Regions from separate parts of the Sus scrofa genome. Here regions 1 and 2 are each linked to region 3. A link is a contact called in public HiChIP or PLAC-seq data. All regions are on one chromosome and are shown on one strand. Each heading gives the region's core, a stretch centred on a gene start, on an enhancer-like site or on the middle of the called end of the contact. The rest is flanking DNA. Distances are from core to core; before and after follow the strand shown.

Region 1 (3,021 bases), core at 53-2,552, 190 kb after region 3:
TAAGAACTGCCTTATATAAAATTTATTCTTTCTTTTCACACCTGTGTCATATAAAGATATGTATTTCTTCATTTGTTGGTACAGCTTCTTTTGACAGCTATACCACTTGCAGCCTCCAGACTAAAAGGACAGCCTGAAATATGGTCAAAATCATCACATTAACTCTTTATGATTACTAGTGTCCCTGGATGCCCCAAACTATGAGGACTGAACAGTACAAAGCTCCACACAGATGAGTGGCAAGGTGCAATAGCAAACTGTTAAAAAGCTTACATGCTCAGCGATATGGTCCAAAGTAGTTTTATAAGGATCTAGCAAGAAACACACTTTTCCCTATTTCTGTTGGATTTTCAGGTCAAGGCCAGATTTGGAAATGGGGGTGGTAGTGGCATTGTTTTTGAAAACCACTCCATCCAGTGCATCCGTGCAAAGAATTTAATTCTCACACCATCTTGCAGAGGGGGTGTGGCTAGGGCGCTAGGAAGCAATCCAAAACAGCAGCTGTGGCTGCCCCAAACCGTGTCCAAACAATCATTTCCTCCATTTTGGGCCAAGCCAATTTGCCCCGGCAAGAGGCCGAATGTTTTATGAGGAGTAAGTTAAATAAAAAGGAAATTAGAAGCATGGACAGATATAAGCAGCAAAACCCTAGAGGTTTCATCCCATGTGGATGTTAAACGATTTATATGCTAACGATGGGCATGAAGGGTAAAGGAGAATTGTTACTCGAGTCAACAGCTGTAAGCACTTTCAACGATAGGTCTGCAGTTCTGATGGGGGTGAAAGTCAAATAATTTTCTTACCCCGACCGTCTTTCTGAATTCGTTTTGGGCCGGGCTTGCGACCAGTCTCCCTGCTTGCAGCTGAGGCAGTCCCAAACAAAGGGGAATGGATGCCCTCCCAAGGGAGCAGAGGAAGAAAAGGTGGCCCCAAGTTCCCGCGCCAGGTGTCCGTCGGGGTAGACCATGTGGGCTGTAGAAAGGGAGGGTTCCAGGAGCGTCACAGGGGTGCTGTCGGTAAAGGCTGGGCCGGTACGCCTGGCTCGAACCGGGCGGAAGACCCCGCCCCGCCCACGGTCAAGGTTAAACCGCGCTCAGGAAGTACCTGTGGAGGCGTCTCGCAGCCGAAAGGCACCGGACGATCATGGGAGCGCCGAGAGGCGACGGCGGCTCCGGGCGCGCTGTCCTCTGGTTTGGGGGTGGGGTATGCGGGGCGCTGGCAAGCCTTGCGGCGGCCTAGCAAAGGAGGCAACAGCGGCGGCTGCGGCCCGCTCTGCCCGCGCCTTCCCACGTGCGGCAGTCCCACGCCGGCGCCCACTTCAGGCCCGCCCAGGCCCCGCCCAGGCCTGAACCCCGCCCCGTGCCTCTAGCACCGCCCGGGGGGCGGTTCTGTCAAGACCCGGCGTCTGGGAGCGGAGAGCACAGCCGGGTGGGCTGAGGGGCGGCGGCGGCGGCCTGGGAGCCGGGGAAGTTTGTGCCACCGTGGGCAGTGCTGCGATTCGTGGCCAGACTCAAGCCCGAGGACCAGGGGGCAGGCGGACCGGCTTACAGACCCCCGGGGCCCGTTGCCACCGTCTCGCGTCCTCTTGCCTGGTAAGGGGCTTCTCTCTGGGAAGGGTGCGTCTCCCGCCGCCCCAGACCCGGCCTGCACCGCGCACCCGCAGCAAACCTTGTCAGGGCCAAGGCGAGGCCCGGGTACCGAAGGGAGGGAGAAGGAGGTCTATGTGCTCTGGGGACAGGAAGGGAGAGAAGCCTGGAGGAGGTTGGACTTCTCCATTTCCCTTCTGCATCCCCTCACTCCCCCCCCCACCCCATTCTTTTTTCAACCTTCTGCTCTGGGGCCTTATTTAGTGCTTTCAACCCCATGGCCTGGAGGCTGGGCTTGTCTTTAAAATAAGCACACAAATAATAAGCATCCTAGCGGTGGGTACCACACCCTGGCTTTGAATTAGGGAACATGGGGAGCAGATAGATAATGCGCTTTAGTGGAAATAAGCCATTAATGCCGGCTGGCCCTGCGCCACTGTTTGGATGCGATAGTATTCCATGTGAATGAACATGACCGGGAGCTTCCACTTTGTCCACGAGAGCACAGCTACTGCAGAGAGCATCTCTGGGATTGTAGTATCCATCGACCTAATGATTTTCTGACATGTCTGTTGACGAAATAGAAATACCATTTTTATTACAAATGACACTCAATGGTTGAACAACCTTTCAGTAATATATTTGCATGTCACATAACTGTCTCCTCCTATAAAAGTAGGTGGAGTGTAAATTATGCATACATTTTAAAAAGTCTCATGAAATAGAGGAAGATGCTCAGCGTGGATCAGCTTCTGAGTCAGCAGTATGAAATCTCCTTCAACTTGGTACTAAAGCCTTTTGGGGATTTCTTCATCTCTATCTCTATACCCCTATCCTTTTCTGGATCTGTACCATATGTATAGTTAAGTTATAGCTGTTCAGTGAGAATCTACGCTTATGTTGTACAAATTTTGAGAAAAATTTTATTTTTGCAAGTTTTAACATAACCTAATATTACTGAGGGTAAATGAAACAATGTCATATATTACCATATTGATATTTTGTGCTCTGTTGATTCTTTGAAAAGAGAAAGAAATGAGGGTAATACAGGTTTTTGTTTTTGCTTTTTACTTTTAATCTAATTTGATGACCCTTGCAATTAATAATCTTCACCGATTCTTTGAAATTACTTAGTTCAGTGTTTTTCTTTTTCTTATCAAGGAAAAGTGTTTAAGCTTTTAAAATGTCATCCATTAAGCACCTAGTTTATGCAGTTATTCGTTTCTTACGGGAACAAAGTCAGATGGATGCTTATACTTCAGATGAGCAGGAAAGTTTGGAAGGTAAGCACCTCTTCTCTATGTTCTTTTGTGTTGTAATTGTAAATAAAGACAAAATAGCTATAAGCTTGACTTTATGACCTGTTATGTCAAAATCAGAATATTTTGTTGATTTTTCAAGGAAAGAGAACTTACAATAAGGTTATGGGTGTTTT
Region 2 (3,157 bases), core at 326-2,825, 160 kb before region 3:
ACATGAAATGTTTACACAAATTTGAAGAAAATTTAAGTAAAACTTAAAAATCCAAGCGCCAACTTTTATCAGTAGCCATGCAGTGGCAGAGATATACAGACTAAAAAAAGTGAAGAAAAATAGGTCTACATGCATCACTATGAAATAAACTAAAAAATCAAAAACAATCTTTTTTTTAAAAAAAGAAGAGAAATCATGGGCAACTCCTATACCTTCCTTCAAAGGATTTTGAAAAATGAACAAAACACTGAGGATTTTCAGACTCCAAGCTCTATCTTTAAAAAGTTTATGCCTGTAAAAAAGTAAACAACCCTCGACCCCTTACAAATATGAGTAGATAATACTGTACAAGGTAAATCTTACTTCAAAATACACTTGGGAAGTGTCCAAGAAACTAAATGCCAGTCCAGATCTGGACTTTTTAAAAGTAAAAGTATACAGCAGGAATAATCCAGCGCTATTACTTTTTCCGAAGATTTAGGACAACGTGACCTTCCAGGAGGAAATTTTAATCCGTTGCCAAAAGGGTGAACACACACGATCTTTAACATGGATGGGCTCAATTAGCTGAACCAAGAAGATGCTAAGTTTGTTAACACAGCCCCAGGAACAAATATAGCCCTTCTTGTCATCAACCGCAGGCTTCCCCGTCAGCAATGACAGCCCGACACAGAGGCCCTAAGAACTGAACAGTTTCTCGGGCGCAACCTCCGCGATTTTCCATTGCAAAAACGCTACCAAGCATTAGCCATGAGGACTACTCCGGGCCCACCTGCGGCCATCTTAAGTTCGGGAAAAAAAAGAGGAGCATTGAAAAAGGGGGGGGGGCACTGAATTCGAGCATCCGGCGGCGACGATAAATCTGTGAGACACGAAAAAGGCAACCTCTCTAAATGCTTTGTAAGGGTGCCGTGCAGAGATTACCCCACCCCGAGATCAACTAAAAGGAAAGCAGAAGCTTGGGGCCCCGGCTGCTGCGCCCTAATCAAACATGGAAACCAAGGTAAACCCGAACGGTCACGTGACGGAGACCGCGCGCCCCCGTCCGCGCTCTCCCCCACGCCTGGGTTCCCGAGGTCTTAGGCGCCGGCGCCCCTCCCCCCGCCGAGCTCGAGCACTTACTCCGGGGGGTAGAGACGCAGCTCCTCGATTTCTCCTAGGAAGGAAAAAAGCGTCCGCATCTGCTCGCTGGTCACCGCCGACGACAGATTCGTCACCTGAATCACCGCCGTAGGGGTGAGGCCGAAGCCTAATCCCAAACCGAAGCCGCCGCCGCTGTTCATCCCGACCCCGCTGCCGCTGCCGCCTGCTCCCCAACGTCTACGACGCGTCAGCTACGGAGCTGGGAAAGCGGAGAACGCGCGGCCGCGAGCGCGCTCCCGCTGGCGAATTCACGACAGCGGGCCGGTCTAGCCGCCTATTTCACAACTCCTCTGCTCCCAGGTCTGCGCGCGCCAGGCGGAAGCGTCGCCCCGGCAACCCGGCGGATCTCGCGAGGCTGCGCGCCCGGGCGCGCAGGTATCTGGGGCTGTTTCTCCTGCTGCTCTTCTACCTGCGCAGATTTTGATCCAGGAACTCCCTTCCCCCAATTATAACTCGATCAAATTCTTGTGCTCCTGCAAACGTGAGCGTCTTTACACTAGGTAGAGCTGGGGAACCTAGATGACTAGCCTGCTGGTGTGGAGCTGTGAAGGAGTAATGACCTGAGCATCACAGATAAATACTTGACCAAACTATAACGTGTCATTATTATATACAGGCAGCTCTCTCGCCCTACCTATTTAAAAAATTGGGTGGCGTCCTAATTGTGAAAAAAGTTGGGAAATTTCACAAAACGTGTGCATTCAGACTGAAGCAAGGAGACAGATGAAGGCTATGAGGTTGTCATGTATAATTTGTTATTTATGAGCTCATTACACACACAAGTATTAATATTTATTGTTATGTACCAGACACTGTTAGACAACGGCACATAAAAAACAATTATAAGAGTCCCCGTAGTGGCGCAGTGGTTAACGAATCCGACTAGGAACCATGAGGTTGCGGGTTCAATCCCTGCCCTTGCTCAGTGGGTTGAGGATCTGGCGTTGCCGAGAGATGAGGTGTGGGTCACAGACGCGGCTGGGATCCCACGTTGCTGTGGCTGTGGCTTAGGCCGGTGGGCTACAGCTCCGATTCGTCCCCTGGCCTGGGAACCTCCATATGCCGCGGGAGTGGCTCAAGAAAACACAAAAAGACAAAAAAAAAAAAAAGACAGTTGTAGACGGTCCACAGACCTTGCAACCTAATGAGAGACAAGTAACTCATGTGAAACTAGGGCAGCTGTTCCTAAACCATCCTCAGAACCTGGAGGTCCTCCAGGCCTTTTCAGTGGGTCCAAAAAGTCAAAACCATTTTCATAAAGCTAAGACTGTTGACCTTTTTCACTTTGTTGACAGTTGCACTAATGGTGTAAACACGATAGTGATTAACTGCCGGCACCTTAGCAGGAATCAAAGCAGTGATGTCAAAGCGAACTATTCATGGTATTCTGTATTCTTCACCTTGCATTCATGGCATACAAAATTTAAGACAAATTTAAGACAAAGGAGTAAAAGTTATTAATTTTAAATCTGCACCTAGCATAAACCTCTTAACATGTATGAAGAAATGGCCAGTATGCCTGTTGTGTGCCCAAGTAGGATGGATGTCTCCAGAAAATACTCATGTGGTTGTTTGAATTTTCACACCAAAACAAATTTTGTAAAACTTGCTTTCCACCACCTTAAGCTTGACAACTTTCCAGTACTTAGACTTTTCTGCTAAAAACACCAGGATATTAGTGTTACTTAAAGTGAAGTCCAGCTGCTCCCAGTTCTAAAGCCAATAAAGAAGCAATGTTGGTGGAAAGGAAGATTTGCTTTATTTGGATGCTAGTATGGGGGCAGGGGGTAGACTTCTGTCCAAAGGGCCAACTTTCCCCACTTAGGATCAGTGGGCAAGTGCTTTTATAGGCAAAGGGAGGAGGCTACATGCAGAAACAGCACAGTCACCTCTGACAGTCATCTTGAAATTGGTCTGACCAGTGTCATCCGGATTTTTTTTTTTTTTCTTTTTAGGGACACACCTATGGCATATGAACGTTCCCAGGCTAGGGGTCAAATTGGAATTACAACTG
Region 3 (3,182 bases), core at 647-3,146:
CAAAAAAATGTAAATAATGTGCTAACCAAAAAGCACAGCTATTTATCACAATCACTGTGATGCCCATGAACACTGTTTTAAGCGTTTTACTTCCTTTCCTATACATTCAGTTCCGAATTGCACAGAAGTCCTAACAAATCAAACCACTTACAGGCATTCATGTTTGCTTTTTAATCATCACTCTTTAGCCGTAACACTTTTTCTCCCTACTAGGTCAGTTACAAGAAAAATCTTGTAGACAGTAGCTTGTAGACAACACCAAACAAGTATTATAAAGTTATAAATGTCCGAAAAGAACAAGTTACTGAAGACATATATATTACCCACCTGAAAAAACGACTAAGAACGGCAAAGAGTTTTTTGTTTATAAAACCCAATGAAACACAGTCATAAGAGTTGGAACTAAATAACTCCATATACATTTAAATGCAAAAGCAAAATAATCGGTAACAGTATAAACAAATACTGTGGCAGCCATCTCAACAGCAGCCGATTGCTCGCCGCAGTGACCTAACTTTCATCCAAAACAAAAGTTGTCAGGTTCAGCAACTTAATAAATCAAAAACATACATTGTATATGTTCCGGGAAACTAAGATTTCTGGACCTTCTGCTGAACAAAGGCATTCTTTCCTCGGAATTGCTTAAAACTTTTCGTCCCACCGCATTCTTACAACCTCTTCTAAAATGACCAGGGTCCAGATGGTAGAAAGGAGAATAAAATCAGTTCTACTGCTTTGCACCTAAATCACTACCCCGTCCGACAGGAGAGAGGGAGAATTTAGGGCAACTTGAGAAAAAGTGGAAAACACTAAAGTTTCCTCTCTTTCCTGGCCGGGGAGCTTTGTGACTCGCAGACACTTTGGGTGAAAATTACCTTTCGGTCGGGCAGTGTCTCAGGACAGCTTTTTCAAGGCTTCGCCTGACATGATTTCCTCCCCTTCATTAGTCACTTCGGATCCAGCCGAATTTCTCTCTCCGGTGAGAGCGGATGTGGAGTGGCCTCCCGCAGTAGGAAGAGTAGGTGGCTCCGGTGGGGGTTGGGAAGCGGGCTGGCTTCCTGGTCTCGAGTTTTGCAGGAGTTTCCCAGCCCCAACTAGGATCTCCGTCGAAAAAAAAACTTTTCACTCGTGACACCGCCCGGAATTACCGTGCGAAACTCACTTCCTGCCTTGGCGAGCAGCAGGATCCAGCTCGGTCCAGGGGAACCCGGAAAACCAGCTCCACGCGCGTCGGGCGGGGGAGGGCAGGGGGCGTCAGCCGAGAGCCTGGGACTCCGGGCGACCCGCGCGCCCCGATATCCGACGGCAGGCGAACCTGGCCCGCGGGGGCAAAGATGCCACCGGGGCGCTGGGAGAGCCTCTGCCGCGCTAGGCCGCCGCCGCCTCCTCGCCGCCACCCCCGGAGCCGGGCGGCGGGGTTATTGTCTCGGTAGCGCCTGCCGCGCCCTTCGCCCGCGCGGCCGCAGCCGCGGCCGCCCGGAGCCCGAGCCGAGGGGCCGGGCAGGCTCGATGGCGGCCCCCTCCCCCGGCCGGCCGTCGGGCTGTCCGTCCTTCCGTACGTCCCTCCCCGCCTTCCTTCCCTGCCCTCGAGCCCTCTTCTCCTCCCCCTCCTGTTTTCCCGCCACCGTCCCCTCGCTCCCCTCCTCGTTCTTCTTCCCTGGCGGCGGTGGCTCCCCCGGGAAGCGCAGGGGGTGGGGGCAGGCGGCGGCTTCGTCTCCTCACAAGCTCGCGGGGCCGCGGCAGGGGCCGAGACTGCGTCCCGCGCCGCCGCGCCACATTCACTCGAGCGAGAGACTGCGAGGGGCGGGGAGGGGAGGGGAGGGGAGGGGAGGGAGGGAGCGGAGAGAAAGGAGGAGGAAGGGGGCTGGGGCGGAGGGGAGTTACTGCCTCACAGGCCGCGGAGGCAACAGCGCCACCGCCCCGGCGGCGAGGGGGGAAGAGGCTGCGCGCGGCGGCGGCTCCGCGGCGGGGGCGGGGCGGCCTCCCGCCCGCTTCGCCCCAACCTCCAACAGCCGGGCTGGAGGCCGGCGCGAGCCAGTCACCGCGCGCGGGGGCGGTGCGGGCCGACGTCGGTGGCGGCGGGGGGCGGCGGCGGCAGCGGGGGGTGATAGTCTTGGGGGCCCGGGAGGCGGGGCCGGCGGCCGGGGGTTCGCGAGCTAGGTCCGGCGTGAGGCCAGCTCTGGCCCAGGCCCGGGAGGCCTGCGTGCTGCTCCCCAGCCGCCCAAGGTGGGGATGCGGGCGAAGTCGATCCCGGCTGCCCTGCGCCCAGCCTGGAAGAAGAGAGTCCTTGGAGTTTCCGTCGTGGCGCAGTGGTTAACGAATCCGACTAGGAACCATGAGGTTGCGGGTTCGGTCCCTGCCTTGCTCAGTGGGTTAACGATCCGGCGTTGCCGTGAGCTGTGGTGTAGGTTGCAGACGCGGCTCGGATCCCGCGTTGCTGTGGCTCTGGCGTAGGCCGGTGGCTACAGCTCCGATTCAACCCTAGCCTGGAACCTCCATATGCCGCGGAGCGGCCCAAGAAATAGCAACAACAACAACAAAAAGACAAAGACAAAAAAAAAAAAAAAAAAAAAAAAAAAAAAAAAAAAAAAAAAAGAAAGAGAGTCCCTAGGCCTCCTCCACTCCTGCCAATTGAGTTTCTTTGTACAGCAGTGATCGGTGCGAAGGGTTCAAGTCCAACCCCGATTTTAAGCCTGCAGGTATCTCTTTCAACTGCAGCACTCCAACTTCCTCTAATGGCACGCTCAGTTTGCAAGAAACCACTGCGGTAGCACGGCGGAGCTTCCCACGCCGGCCTTTGCTCCGAGCTTGCTCTCGCAGAAACGCAGCTGGGGTTCCTCCAAGTCTCAGCCTCACCAGCTGAGACAAAGCTGGCGCTGAGAGGGGGAAAATGGCCCGCGAAATTGCCTCAAGATAGTGTCTTTGTTAGAGGCAACATTGGATACCCTCTGAACGCAACGTAGGCTTTCAACCCCAGCGGTTTAGATGGTGCAGTTGTTGAATTACACTGGCCCTAATGATTCAGCCTGGCAGGGTTTGCGTTTATTGCGGAGAAGAGAGCTGCTTAGGCATTCTGTCAACACATATGGCATAAAACGCCTCAACCACAACATTGCACAGTTTTTGCAGTTCCTGCTTTAAACATGTTAACAGACAAGCCGGCCTTGTTTTACCCGGAGAAA

Evidence for each region. HiChIP or PLAC-seq counts read pairs in DNA pulled down with a chosen protein or histone mark.
Region 1: an H3K27ac HiChIP or PLAC-seq map of alveolar macrophages shows a contact between it and region 3. The contact joins the promoter of NLN here to the promoter of ERBIN in region 3. A contact is called at or near these places in 2 of 5 promoter capture datasets (fetal skeletal muscle and liver), 2 of 47 Hi-C or Micro-C datasets (epiblast stem cells and fetal skeletal muscle) and 1 of 2 datasets of contacts at active chromatin or transcription factors (alveolar macrophages).
Region 2: a contact with region 3 is called in an H3K27ac HiChIP or PLAC-seq map of skeletal muscle. The contact joins the promoter of SREK1 here to the promoter of ERBIN in region 3. A contact is called at or near these places in 6 of 47 Hi-C or Micro-C datasets (fetal skeletal muscle, heart right ventricle, liver and 2 more) and 2 of 2 datasets of contacts at active chromatin or transcription factors (alveolar macrophages and skeletal muscle).

What each region holds. Positions count from the first base shown.
Region 1 is chr16:44,223,987-44,227,007 of Sscrofa11.1, reverse strand. It overlaps NLN (neurolysin), which reads right to left and starts at 1,302. Exons shown (of 13, transcript NM_214359.2): 1 at 1,105-1,302. The coding sequence starts at 1,145. SGTB (small glutamine-rich tetratricopeptide repeat-containing protein beta) reads left to right here and starts at 1,112. Exons shown (of 11, transcript XM_003134011.5): 1 at 1,112-1,592; 2 at 2,748-2,869. The coding sequence starts at 2,770.
Region 2 is chr16:44,576,949-44,580,105 of Sscrofa11.1, reverse strand. SREK1 (splicing regulatory glutamine/lysine-rich protein 1) reads right to left here and starts at 1,575. Exons shown (of 11, transcript XR_002339775.1): 1 at 1,123-1,575.
Region 3 is chr16:44,413,820-44,417,001 of Sscrofa11.1, reverse strand. It overlaps ERBIN (erbin), which reads right to left and starts at 1,896. Exons shown (of 24, transcript XM_021076809.1): 1 at 876-1,896.